Linked DNA regions of Ovis aries: region 2 is linked to region 1. A link is a contact called in public Hi-C data. All regions are on one chromosome and are shown on one strand. The core of a region is the stretch at or near the end of the contact, and the rest is flanking DNA. Distances in the headings are between cores, read along the strand shown. Region 1 overlaps RNF216 (ring finger protein 216). Region 2 holds the start of ACTB (actin beta).

Region 1 (6,300 bases), core at 3,622-6,121:
AGTCTTTAGCAATCTCAGGGTTTTTTTGTTTTTTTTTTTTAAAGGCCTCCTGTTAAAAATCCTTCAAGAATTGATAATCTACAAAATATTTTTTTATAGAATCACTTGCCTCCTTTTTGTCTTAACACTCATTGTGTGTTACTGGCTATCAACACCTTAATTTTAGGGATCCTCATCGTGATGTCCTTGAGGAGGGACGGGGGTTGCATGTGTGTTGGAGTGCAAAGCGATGGTTCCCCCTCTTTGCATTCTCAGCACAGAGCGCTTCAGGGCTTCCAGCCTTCCAGGTAGAAGAGAAATTGTTGCTATGGTAATAACACAAGCATGAAAACACCCTGTATCCTCCTGGGTGCCTGTGTCAGGGAGAAGGAATGTAGGCAAGGGACGAGGCAGCAGAGAGGAATGTTCAGGCAGAATCAGAATGGAGCCTCTGCTGAAGCTGCGTCTGGGTAGAATTTCTTGTGTTTACCGTTGAATTCAAGGTCATTTTTTGATTGCTATGTGGTCGCTGAGAAGGTAAATGGTCTTTTACTTGTCAGCATCCTCCCTGACTTTGAGACAAACATACCGAAAATGGAAGGGCCTCTCTCGTCCCCAGAGGCCAGGTGGGATCGACCACCCAGACCCACGTCACCCACTGCCCTTCATCTCCAGTGTAACAGGCTAAGGAGCCAGCTCTGCCGTCTCTTTGGAAGCCACGTGGCAGCTGTGTGCTCTGCGTCTGTATTACATGCTAATGTCCCTTGAGAAGATGGACTGGGAATCAGCTTGGCAACTCAGATCAGCGCTGGGAAACCAAGGGCAGTCCGCCGAGGTCAGCAGGAGGAGCCCAGGCGAAAGTTGGTGCACTGCCCTGCTGAGGGTCAGATCCTGTCCTGTCGGGGCTCCCTGAGGTGACAGTGGACTGTGCCGTCCATGGACTTCTCCAGGCCAGGACACTGGAGAGGGCAGCCTTTCTCTCTTCCAGGGGAGCTTCCAACCCAGGGATCGAGCCCAGGTCTCCCGCACTGCAGGCGGGTTCTTTACTCCCTGAGCCACCAGGGAAGCCCAAGAATATCAGGGTAAGTAGCCTATTCCTTTTCCAGGGGATCTTCCCCACCCAGGGGTCAAGCCCAGGTCTCCCGCGCTGCGGGCGCCTTCTCTACCCCCTGAGCCACAGGGGAAGCATCAGAAGCATCAGAGTTGAGGCCGCAGGAGTCCTTGAGCCTGCCGGTGGAGCTCCTGCTGGGCTTGAGGAGCCTTCTGCCCCTTGTCACCTCAAAGTCACGTGGCCAGCAGCTGTCGACATCAGGAATCAGATTGGGGGTTTTCTTATCGCCTGTGTGTTTTTAGGTGTGGTTTTGGTATGATAGGTTGGTTTTTTAGGAGTCCTTGTCTTTTAGAGATACAAACTGAAATATTTACAAATGGAGTGATACATAGTCTGCGATTTGCTTGGAAATTGTACTGGAAGAGAGAGAATGGCAGAGCAGACAGAGTTTAGGGGAGCCGAGATAGGCCACGAGCTAGCAGTTTATAAACACGAGTGATGGATACATGGGGCTCATTATATTATTTATGTTTGTGTGTATTTCCATTTTTTCATAACAAAGTAATTTGAAAAACAATAGAAATCTAGATGGGTTTGAATTCTGTGTCTGGGCTCTGACCTACTTTGGTTTGCTGCTTTGAGGGCACCTCACTCTTGGAAACGGGTTAGACCCTTCACTGAACTGTCCCATTTCATGGCGTAGTCACTTCCTTAAGAGATGAGGAAAATTCGTGACATAATAGGACAGTGTCAGCAGCTGTTTGTGGGAAGATTAAAGGGCTCATCATCCCCGAGGAGTGAGGGCTGCGTGTGTGGGGTTTCTCTGTGAGTGTGAGGTTCTTCTGTACACCTGGTGGAGCCCTGATGTTTTCCAGCCTCCCTGGGAAACAGACTTGAGCTGCCTGTCAGGAATCCTGAATGGATTGCTGGACCGTCCCGTAACCAGTGAAATGGGTTCCAGGGTTCTGGGGCCTGGCGCAGAGCCCTGCCAGAGGCTCAGGCACAGCCCTCAACAGATTCTCTTCCTCTGGGATGCCTTGCAACCTGCTGTCCACCCTTGAGGCGGGGAGGAAGACCAGATGACCTTTTGAGTGTCCTTCCAGTCCAGACACTCTGATTTCTAGAATACTGAGGACTTTCAAATTGGCATTGACATTTGGTTTTCAAAGAGAAGTAGGCTAAGAGAACTTCTCAGATCAGATCCCTGTAGCCCCATAAAAGCACTTTTCACTTTTATTTCCCATCAGAAGTACAAATATGAAAAGCATTTTAAGTTTCAAAAGCTCCCTACGTCTGATAAGGTGATCCACATTTTAGCCCAAAGAGAGTGAAACAGATCACGGGTTTTTTTCTCTTGTCTTTGACAACAGCTTGTGCTTTTGCCTTCCTCTCCCCTCTTCTGTCACATTTTGCTGCTAAAAACATCTGTTGCTCCCTGTCTTGTTACCACAGCCCTCTGGCCACCTATTCTCTCCAAGGCTAGCACCTGCTCTGACCTGACCTTATCTCTGCCAGCTTGGGTCTTTTTTCCCCAGGTGGCACCCTTGCCCCTAAAACCTTCATTCCAGGGCTCTGCCTGCATGTGGGTCCTTCCCTCTCTGGACTCAGTCCTTCCTAAAAACTTCTGTCTGGTCACCATGCAGAAGCCCCCACAGGGTCTTGCCCCTTATCATCCCTGACATTTTTTCCCTCTTCTCTGAGCACATTCGTTAGCCACCCCCTCAGCCTAGACTTGTGGCAGGGCAGGTGGGACTCTGCTCTGTGGGGCTCTGGTCAGATCTGGTCATTCAGATACTGACTGAGCGCTGCCAGGCCTGAAGAAACGCGACGGGGCCGCCACAGCCCTCCTGAGCTCTGAGCAGGGGAGGCCAGCCCCGCGAGGACGGGAGCTGTGACGGTGGCTGCTCCCAGAGGCAGGCGAGCACACTGCCAGGAAACGCTTGTGCAGGAGCGGAGTCTCAGCCTGACTGTGGCCTAGTGGGTGAAGCAGGGGACCAGGCCTCTGACATGAGCGAAGCGGCGTGAGTGGCCAGCCAGCAGGCGGTGTGACGGAGCAGGAGGATGTGGACTGGGAAGAGAGGCAGACCCCAGATTGCGAGGGCTTCGCAGGGCAGAGTGGGGACAGTGGGTCTGGTTCTGGGCACTCCAGGGAGCTGTTGACAGCCCGGGTGCTAGTGATCACAGTGCCAGAAGGGTGGCCCTTGAGCGCCCTGAAGGAGGGAGCGGGAGGTGGGCAGGGCTGAGGTACAGAGCGTTCGGGGAGCTGGGCAGTCTGGTCAGTGGTATTATCGTGAAGGGGCATTTCTGGTGACCCCAGACCTGAGTCACTCAGCGCCCGCATGGCCCTCGGCCAGCAAACCCTTCGGTCCCGAGGCCGGCTTGTTCATGCAGTGCCTCGAGCGCTTGTGTGGCTTCCTTCTCCAGAAGGCCTCGTGGGGTTGGATCGGCCTGGAGAGACACGGTCTTCTGAGGGCTGTCCGGAGCTGCCGGGGAGGGGCAGCAGCGGGCAGGAGGGGCGGTGGAGGTGCCTGCCTGGGGCCAGCGGTGGACATAGTCAGCCCGGTTGTCCCGGAGGCTCCTCCCTGCGGTGGGGCTTCCCCAGCGCGCAGCCCCCCATGGGTTGGAGGGGTGTTGGGAAGGGGGCCCGACGGAGGCCAGGCGCGTCCTTCAGCAGCTGCTGCTGCTCTGTGCTGGCTCCACACCGGCACGTGTGCTGTTTTCAGTCCTGGGTGCTTTTTAAACATGGAAGGAACCACGTAACCATCAGAGTTTTTTCCCCACACATTTAAAAAGACTTGTTTTCCAGCCGAAAGCATGTTGGATTAAGCTTAATTTCTCACTCAGATGGGCCTATTTCCCTAACTCTGATGTGCATACAGAGATCTGCCAGATTTTCCTCTTGGAGTGTGTTTCCCCAGCTGCTGGGAGGCCTGCTTTTTTTTTTTTCCTGTGGGCCTCCTGACAGAAATGCAAACCATTTACGGCCCTGTGGTACCAACTGCTGTTTATTACCACAGGGACTTGGATATCGGTGTGTTTTCCCAGGAGCTGCGTTTATCTGGGGCTGGTGGCACCTCCCCTGCCCCCCTGAGCCATCCGGGTGACAGGGCCCAGGTTGGCTGGGCTGCAGGGAGAGCCACAGCCCCTCCTCCAGAGTGAGGTCACCTCGCTGCCCAGCTCCAGCCCCAAATCCTCGTTGTACAAGGAAGTGAGGTCTGTTCCTCAGAAGTGATCTGATTGTAACCATGTTTTCTGGGACTCACAAGCACAAACCTTTTGATGCCTTGTTTTGTAAAAGGTACATTTTCATAAAAATGAGGCTTGATGCCATTCCTCAGTAAATGTATCGCTGTGCAGGCTAGGCTCTCATCGGGGAGCTGTGTGGCTGGGGCTTTGCTTTTCCCTTGCCGAATGCCAGGCGTGCACTGTCCATCCAAGGGTGGCTGAGAGGAGAACACTTGCTTGCTGCCAAAACCACAACAAATGACAGCTTTCCGTTCTGTCATCTCTCAGCTCCACTGCTGGGCAGGCAATTCATTTTTCTACCATAAAAGGGCAACGAAGCTCGCGCAGAGCCGTGTGCCTCTGCCCTGCAGTGAGAAAGCAGAAGACATGCCGGGAGAGGACCACACCACGGGAGGCGCGGCGGCCCGGCCCACGGCCCTGTGCAGGCCAGGCTGCCGAGCAGCAGCTTCCGTCACAGGGAGCAGGGCGTGGAGGGCCTGCCAGCCCCCTGGGTGCCGTCACACTCACACTCATCTGGTGGGGAACAAGGGTGTGGTTCCAGCCCTGTCAAGGGGCCGGCACTAGGCCTGCCCAGGTGACTCTCCTATTGGCATGTGCTTTTCTCCATCTGTAACTGTAGACGCGGGATTTATGAGGGGTAGAGGGGAGTCATACAGCCCAGGCGTCTTCACTGAGCAGATGAAGCAGGCAGTTCACACAGCTTGAGGAAGTGATCAAACCGTCGTCTTTGTGTTATATGAGAACTCCTTGTCAGGGACCGCTCTAATCCCTCTGTGTCCTCAGCCGTCCACTGGTGCACAGTTTGACTCAGGTGAGTCACAGAAATCTTGACTAACAGAAACACAGTTCCTGATTGATGGGTTTGTATGTCAGTCAACCAGGGTTTCAGACAAATACCTGTGCTGTATAGTTCCAACTCATGTATCCTTTAAATTCATAAGTAAAATTCATGGATCCTTTAGGTGATTGTCATTAAACGTGCAGAGTTGGTAAAGGGTAGATAGAAAGCAAACGCTTAGCAGTTTTGACAACATACGGAGCGCTCCAGAGATAGTGATTGCGAATTTCCTGCCCCGTACAACCTGGCAAAGGAACCCGGATGCCAGCTCAGCACAAACTGAGCGGCAGCACAGAAAGCAGTGTTTCAACAGGAGCCCTGCGCCAGTGCACGGCTGCCTGCGCCGACGGCCGTTTGGGGCCTCTGCTTTCTCCGAGGGGAGTGGCTGCCGCCCCGGAGAGGGCACTGTGCTCGGGCTGAGCCAGGAGCAGCGCCCGCATCTTTCAGCCTAGCTCCCTTAAAGACTTTCCTGTAGAGGAGAACTGAGGTTTGTTTTATCATTTAAACTTACCTTAACTCTTAACTGCGCATCTGATTTCATGGCGAATGCTGGAACTGAGCTGAGCACATTCCTAAGGGAATAAAAATCATGTCCAAAAATCTTGCTGGTCTGCAAATTTAGGAGGAAAGCAAGGATTTTCAAGGTTAAATTTTATTGCCCAGATAGTGCTGGTGGTCAGAGTAGATTCTGAGCTCACTGGCTCAGAACCAGAGGTTAACTCAGAAGTCCTTCCTGAAGGAGAATGTCACTGGATGGAGGTGGCGGAAACGAGCTCAGTGTGAACGGCTCAGTGTCGCGTCCCTCAGCCTCGTTGGGGAGCGGAGGGCTAGTTTAAAACCTTGTCCTTCCGGGAGGTAACGGTCTTCAATTGGAAATTTACACAAATCATTCGTAGTATGCCCTTCCTAAGGTCTTTTTTTCTCAATAGTGTAAAATTGAGTATCCAATCAATCTATCAGAAAGCTAATTGGTCTGTTTTTCCTTGATGCCTCTCAAGACCTTCACTGCCCTTGGAGTAAACAGAACAATTCCACACAGAATTCCTCTCTTCTGTGCATCTCACACTGTCTTTCCTTGTAGAAACCTTGGAAGCCCTTGGTTTTTTGTGAGAAGCAGGAAGTGGATTTCATCTTCAAGAACAATTAGTAATTCTTATTAAGTGTAATTTTGATAAGGCTGATTTCT
Region 2 (5,891 bases), core at 430-2,929, 130 kb after region 1:
GGTGCTGGGGAAGCTGTCGAGAGCAGTTCCCTGGGAATGCCAGCCTGCGGCTCTAAGCCTCGGGGGCTCTGCTTCGTGCTGAGAGCCGGTCACTCTTCCTACCTGTTTGTGGCCTCGGCAACCTTCAAAGGCCCTGCCACCGGCCTCCTGCAGTGGGCTGGACCAAGCTGCCTCTTCCCTGGCCAGATTCCACATCCATATATGGACTAATCTTTCGCTGGTTTCAACACACACTCAGTGAGCACCTACTATGTGTAGCAAAGCCCTAGGCAGGCCTGGGGTGCCTGCAAACAGACCCCTGGGGACAGGCAGGGCCCCCACCTGGACCACCCTCTCCTCTGTGTGATAATTCAGCCTGTCACCACCTCTGAGAAGCCGCGTGTTCCCCCAGGCTGGGATTCTATGCCCTCTTGGGTGCCTCTTTGCCAAACGCTGACCACTGCTGTCCACCCTCTGGGGGGAGGGGGCAAGCTCTCCCTGCTAGACTGGCAGAGTTCAGATCAGGGAACCACCCAGAACACTGCAGGGCACCCAGGTCTGGCCCAGTGTTCGGGGGAGGTCCAGGGCAGGTGCAGGTGTGCTGGGCCTTGGCTGAGGGCAGCTGGTCTTCAGGGGCTGTCACTGCTCCCCCAGCTCCCTCCCTCCTCGCCGGCACGCTGAGTGTCCTTCCCCAGTGCTTGGTGGCCTCCAGATGGTCCAGGGCAAGTCAGCTGCACGTGACAGGCAGACGATGGCCGGTGGGGCCCGGGCCCCAGAGCTGCGCTGAATGGCCCAGCCTGCCTGCACCCGGTAGAGCTTGGCAGCTGCCCGGGTTAACGGCCCAGGGTTGGCCTTGGCTGGGTGTGACCAGGCACTCCTGAGGCAGCCCAGCTCCATGGAAACGGTTCCTCTGTTCTACAGATCCCACCCCTGTCCAGTCCTGCAGCAGGGGAGGCTTGGCCAGCCGCTGGCCCCTGGGTGGGTTGGGGGAGGGCTGCCCTGTCCCTGGGAACCGGGGTCCCTGTTAAATGGCCACAAGCCCCGAGTCCCCGGTGTCAACACAGCTCTGAGCCCCAGGTCTGAGTAATACTGGCCCCCTTAGCACACTGAGAACACCCACTTAACAAGCGGAGCACCCCCAGTCAGAGGCCCTCCTGGCTTTCTGGACAGTTGGGCTAATGTTGGTAAGGGTGGAGGGCTCTCTGCCCACCCCTTCCCCACCACATCTGTTCCCTAAGCATGCACCCACAGCGACCAGGAACCCGGGCATCTGTGCCAACCCTTGCCCACCGGGGCGCTCACTACCCTGGGGGTCCCACAGAGACAGAGGCAGGTTGGGTGAGGGCCTGGGCCACGCAGGGCCAGACCCGGGGCAACTGCTCGGCGGGGCGGCGGCCTGGGGCTCGCACCCCCTGCCCGTGGGGCCGCCCAGCACCCCAGCGCGGCCAACGCCAAAACTCTCTCCCTCGTCTTCCTCAATCTCGCTCTCGCTCTCTCCCAGTCCATCGCTTTCTTTTTTTTTCTCAAAAGGAGGGGAGAGGGGGGTTAAAGAAAAAAAAAAAATGCTGCACTGTGCGGCGAGGCCGGTGAGTGAGCGGCGCGGGGCCAATCAGCGCCCGCCGTTTCGAAAGTTGCCTTTTATGGCTCGAGCGGCCGCAGCGGCGCCCTATATAACCCGGCGGCGCGAGGCGCAGCCACCGCCGAGACCGCGTCCGCCCCGCCAGCACAGGCCTCTCGCCTTCGCCGCTCCGCCTTCGCCGCCGGTCGACACCGCAACCAGGTAAGAGGCCCCCGGCGCCGGCCGGGCCGCTGCTGTGCCGGGGGGCCGGCGCCTCCTCCGGGCAGGAGGGCTCCCCCGGCATCCTGGCTCCCGTGGACGGCCGCCGGGCTGCAGAGAGCGGGCTCCTACGCTCCTCTCGCTCTGGGCCGGAGCTGCGCTCGGGGCGCGCTCCATCGCGGCCGGGGACGCCCTGGATCTCTGTCCGCGAGCGGGCGGCTTTGCTCCTCCAAGGTGATCCCGAGGCGGCCGCGGGGAGGGAGGGTGGGCGCGGCGGCGCGGCCCGGCGGAGTGGGGGCTGGGGGACACTCGTGCGCCTGCGCGCTAGGTTCGGGAAGTGAGGGCGGGGCGGCCGGCCGGAAGGGGTGGGGCCCCCGCGGCGCGAGAGCGCCTGCGCGCACTTCCTCCCGGGGCCGCCGGCCGCCTGGCGGGCGTGGCCGCCGCCGCGCGCCGGCCGGGTGGCGCTGGCGGGGCGGGGCGGGGCTGGGCTGGCGCCGGGTGGGTAGGGGGCGGAGGCCTGGCTTCCTGCCGCGCGCCGCGGGGGCCGCCTCCAACCCGCGTTTGCCTTTTATGGTAATAACGCGGCCGCCCGGCTTCCTTTGTCCCTAATCTGGGCGCGCGCGCCGGCGCCCCCTAGCGGCTCGAAGGCGCGCTGCGCCGGAAGTGGGTAGGGCGGGGGCGGCCGCGCCCGACACCCCCCTACACCCCGGCTCACCCCCTGGTTGTCCCCACAGTTCGCCATGGATGATGATATTGCTGCGCTCGTGGTTGACAACGGCTCCGGCATGTGCAAGGCCGGCTTCGCGGGCGACGATGCTCCCCGGGCCGTCTTCCCTTCCATCGTGGGGCGCCCCCGGCACCAGGTATGGCCCCAACCTGGGGGTCTGGCTTAGTGGGTGGGTCCTGGACTCTTCGGAGCTGGCGGGGAGGAGGAGGGAGGGAGGCCTTTTTGGTTTTCTGGGTGGGGAGGGGGGTCGGTGGGACTTGGCCAAAGCTGAAGGCGCCTCCTCGCTCCTCTCTCCGCAGGGCGTGATGGTGGGCATGGGCCAGAAGGACTCCTACGTGGGGGATGAGGCTCAGAGCAAGAGAGGCATCCTGACCCTCAAGTACCCCATTGAGCACGGCATTGTCACCAACTGGGACGACATGGAGAAGATCTGGCACCACACCTTCTACAACGAGCTGCGTGTGGCCCCCGAGGAGCACCCCGTGCTGCTGACCGAGGCCCCCTTGAACCCCAAGGCCAACCGTGAGAAGATGACCCAGGTCAGTGGGCCGCCCGGCCTTGCCTCAGCGCCCCTCCTTTCTTGCCCATCTTTGCCACGCCCTTTCTCACTTATTCTCTCTTCTGCCATTTTCCTAGGACTTTCTTCTCTGAGCTGAGTCTCCTTTGGAACTCTGCAGGTTCTATTTGCTTTTCCCCAGATGGGATCTTTTTCTGGTGTTTGCCTTTCTGACTAGGTGTTGAAAGCATAAAGTGCTGTGGGTGTAGGTACTAACCCTGGCTCGTGTGACAAAAGCCAACCGAGGTTGCTGCCAAGCAGCCTTGGAGTGTGTATTCAGTAGGTGCACAATACGTTCTGAAGTAAATCCCCATCCTGGGATCCCCAGCACACTTAGCCGTGTTCCTTGCACTCTTCTGCATGTCCCCAGTCTGGCCTGACTGCCCCTTGTGGTGTCCCAAGTATGATGTGGCCTGTCTCTCCCTACAGATCATGTTTGAGACCTTCAACACCCCTGCCATGTACGTGGCCATCCAGGCTGTGCTGTCCCTGTACGCCTCTGGCCGCACCACTGGCATCGTGATGGACTCCGGTGACGGGGTCACCCACACGGTGCCCATCTACGAGGGGTACGCCCTCCCCCACGCCATCCTGCGTCTGGACCTGGCTGGCCGGGACCTGACGGACTACCTCATGAAGATCCTCACGGAGCGTGGCTACAGCTTCACCACCACGGCCGAGCGGGAAATCGTCCGTGACATCAAGGAGAAGCTCTGCTACGTGGCCCTGGACTTCGAGCAGGAGATGGCCACCGCGGCCTCCAGCTCCTCCCTGGAGAAGAGCTACGAGCTGCCGGACGGGCAGGTCATCACCATCGGCAATGAGCGGTTCCGCTGCCCTGAGGCTCTCTTCCAGCCTTCCTTCCTGGGTGAGTGAGAAGGCCCTCCCTGCCTACCCCACATGAAGGTAACCCTGTGGCCACACTGGAGGCTAAGTCTGCCTTCTCTCTCTCCCCAGGCATGGAATCCTGCGGCATTCACGAAACTACCTTCAATTCCATCATGAAGTGTGACGTCGACATCCGCAAGGACCTCTACGCCAACACGGTGCTGTCCGGCGGGACCACCATGTACCCTGGCATCGCAGACAGGATGCAGAAAGAGATCACTGCCCTGGCACCCAGCACGATGAAGATCAAGGTGAGCGCCCAGCTGGAGGCGGACGGGGTGCTGAGGGGCGTGGTGGCTGTCAGCCGGTCCCATGGTCACCGGGGAGATGGCGCCAGGGCCCTCACTGCTTCCTTCTCTCTCTCCAGATCATCGCGCCCCCTGAGCGCAAGTACTCCGTGTGGATTGGCGGCTCCATCCTGGCCTCGCTGTCCACCTTCCAGCAGATGTGGATCAGCAAGCAGGAGTACGACGAGTCCGGCCCCTCCATCGTCCACCGCAAATGCTTCTAGGCGGACTGTTAGCTGCGTTACACCCTTTTTCTTGACAAAACCTAACTTGCGCAGAAAACGAGATGAGATTGGCATGGCTTTATTTGTTTTTTTTTTTTTTTTGTATTTTTTGATTTTTTTTTTTTTTTTTTTTTGGCGCTTGACTCAGGATTTAAAAACTGGAACGGTGAAGGCGACAGCAGTCGGTTGGATCGAGCATCCCCAAAGTTCTACAATGTGGCCGAGGACTTTGACTGTACATGGTTTTTTTTTTTAAAATAGTCATTCCAAATATTGTGAGATGCATTGTTACAGGAAGTCCTTTGCCTTCCCAAAAGCCACCCTCCTTCTCTCTAAGGAGAAGGGGCCAGTCCTCGCCCGAGTCCACACAGGGGAGGTGATTGCTTTTGTGTAAATTATGTACTCCAAAAAAAGTTTTGTTTTTAATCTTCGCCTTAATACTTGTTTTTTTTTTGTTTGTTTTTATTTTGAATGGTCAGCCATCACGGCCCCCTTTTTTTGTCCCCCAACTTGATGTATGAAGGCTTTTGGTCCCCTTGGGAGCGGGTTGAGGTGCGGAGGCAGTCAGGGCTTTCCTGCACACTGACTTGAGACCAGTTAAATAAAGTGCACAATTAAACACGGCCTGTGGTTGGTGGTGGTTGCGTGTTGGGGGCAAGGGTGGGGCAGTGGGGCCTCGCTGAGACACCTCTTTCCCTGGGGGTTCTTGGAGGGTCATGGGGGAGGAGTTAAGGATTCTAACCTCTCACGTTTGTTAGAGATGAATGCCCTGGCCTGGCCCTAGTATCCCCGTTTCTCAGTGGTTCTGATATTGAGATGCTTGAGTCAGGAGCCCTGGAGTTGGGGGTCTTTATACCCACCTCCGCAATTGGGTGGGGATCTTTGTGACTGTCTTCTTGGAATGGGGGCAGGGGCCTCCAAAGTCAGAGACTTTGTCCTCACCTTCAGAACCTGAGGCGGGCTAGGGGCTCTGAGGCTGAGCCCAAGGGTAACACCTGCCCATTCACCTGGAGTGACTCCCACAGGAGGGGATCTTCTATAGGTGCGCAGGGCCCCCACCCCAACTTGTGAGGGGCTGTGGGGTTGGCAGAGATGGCTCTGGGGGGATTTGGCCAAGGTCTGGATCCGTCCTTGGGACTGGTGGGTTCCCAATTTCAAGGGCAGTTTGCCCCAGTTCTCCCAAGACCCTGTCGGGGGTCTACAGCCTGCCTCCCACTGGCACGGAGGGAAAGAGATAAGGTTCCCCTATGAGGGATGGGCCCCCTATCTTTAGAGGGAGTGAGAGGCACAGAAACTGACCCCCAAGTCAATCCAGATAGGCGGCCTTGAGGGTTCCCCCCAACATGAACCTGGGGGTCCCTCCAGCACTCCGCTAGGAGTTGTGGCCCCTGGAGGCGGAATGACCCACCGCCTCCCATCTCGGGGAGAAACAGCGCAGACCCTCAGGAATGTA

Evidence for each region. A called contact is a pair of places that touch in the nucleus more often than the background predicts.
Region 2: a contact with region 1 is called in a Hi-C map of blood, with 3 times the contacts expected there. The contact joins the promoter of ACTB here to the enhancer-like site in region 1. A contact is called at or near these places in 2 of 16 Hi-C or Micro-C datasets (both in blood).

The regions. Positions count from the first base shown.
Region 1 is chr24:39,090,615-39,096,914 of ARS-UI_Ramb_v3.0, forward strand. All of the region lies in intron 11 of RNF216 (ring finger protein 216), which reads left to right. Among named protein-coding and RNA genes, the nearest start is that of RNF216, 55 kb to the left of the region's middle. Within about 2 kb of position 4,872, at least 35 of the 54 cell types and tissues checked have an H3K27ac peak or open chromatin away from gene starts, as enhancers often do.
Region 2 is chr24:39,219,022-39,224,912 of ARS-UI_Ramb_v3.0, forward strand. ACTB (actin beta) reads left to right here and starts at 1,680. Exons shown (of 6, transcript NM_001009784.3): 1 at 1,680-1,759; 2 at 2,491-2,619; 3 at 2,783-3,022; 4 at 3,469-3,907; 5 at 3,997-4,178; 6 at 4,295-5,064. The coding sequence starts at 2,497. The coding sequence ends at 4,438.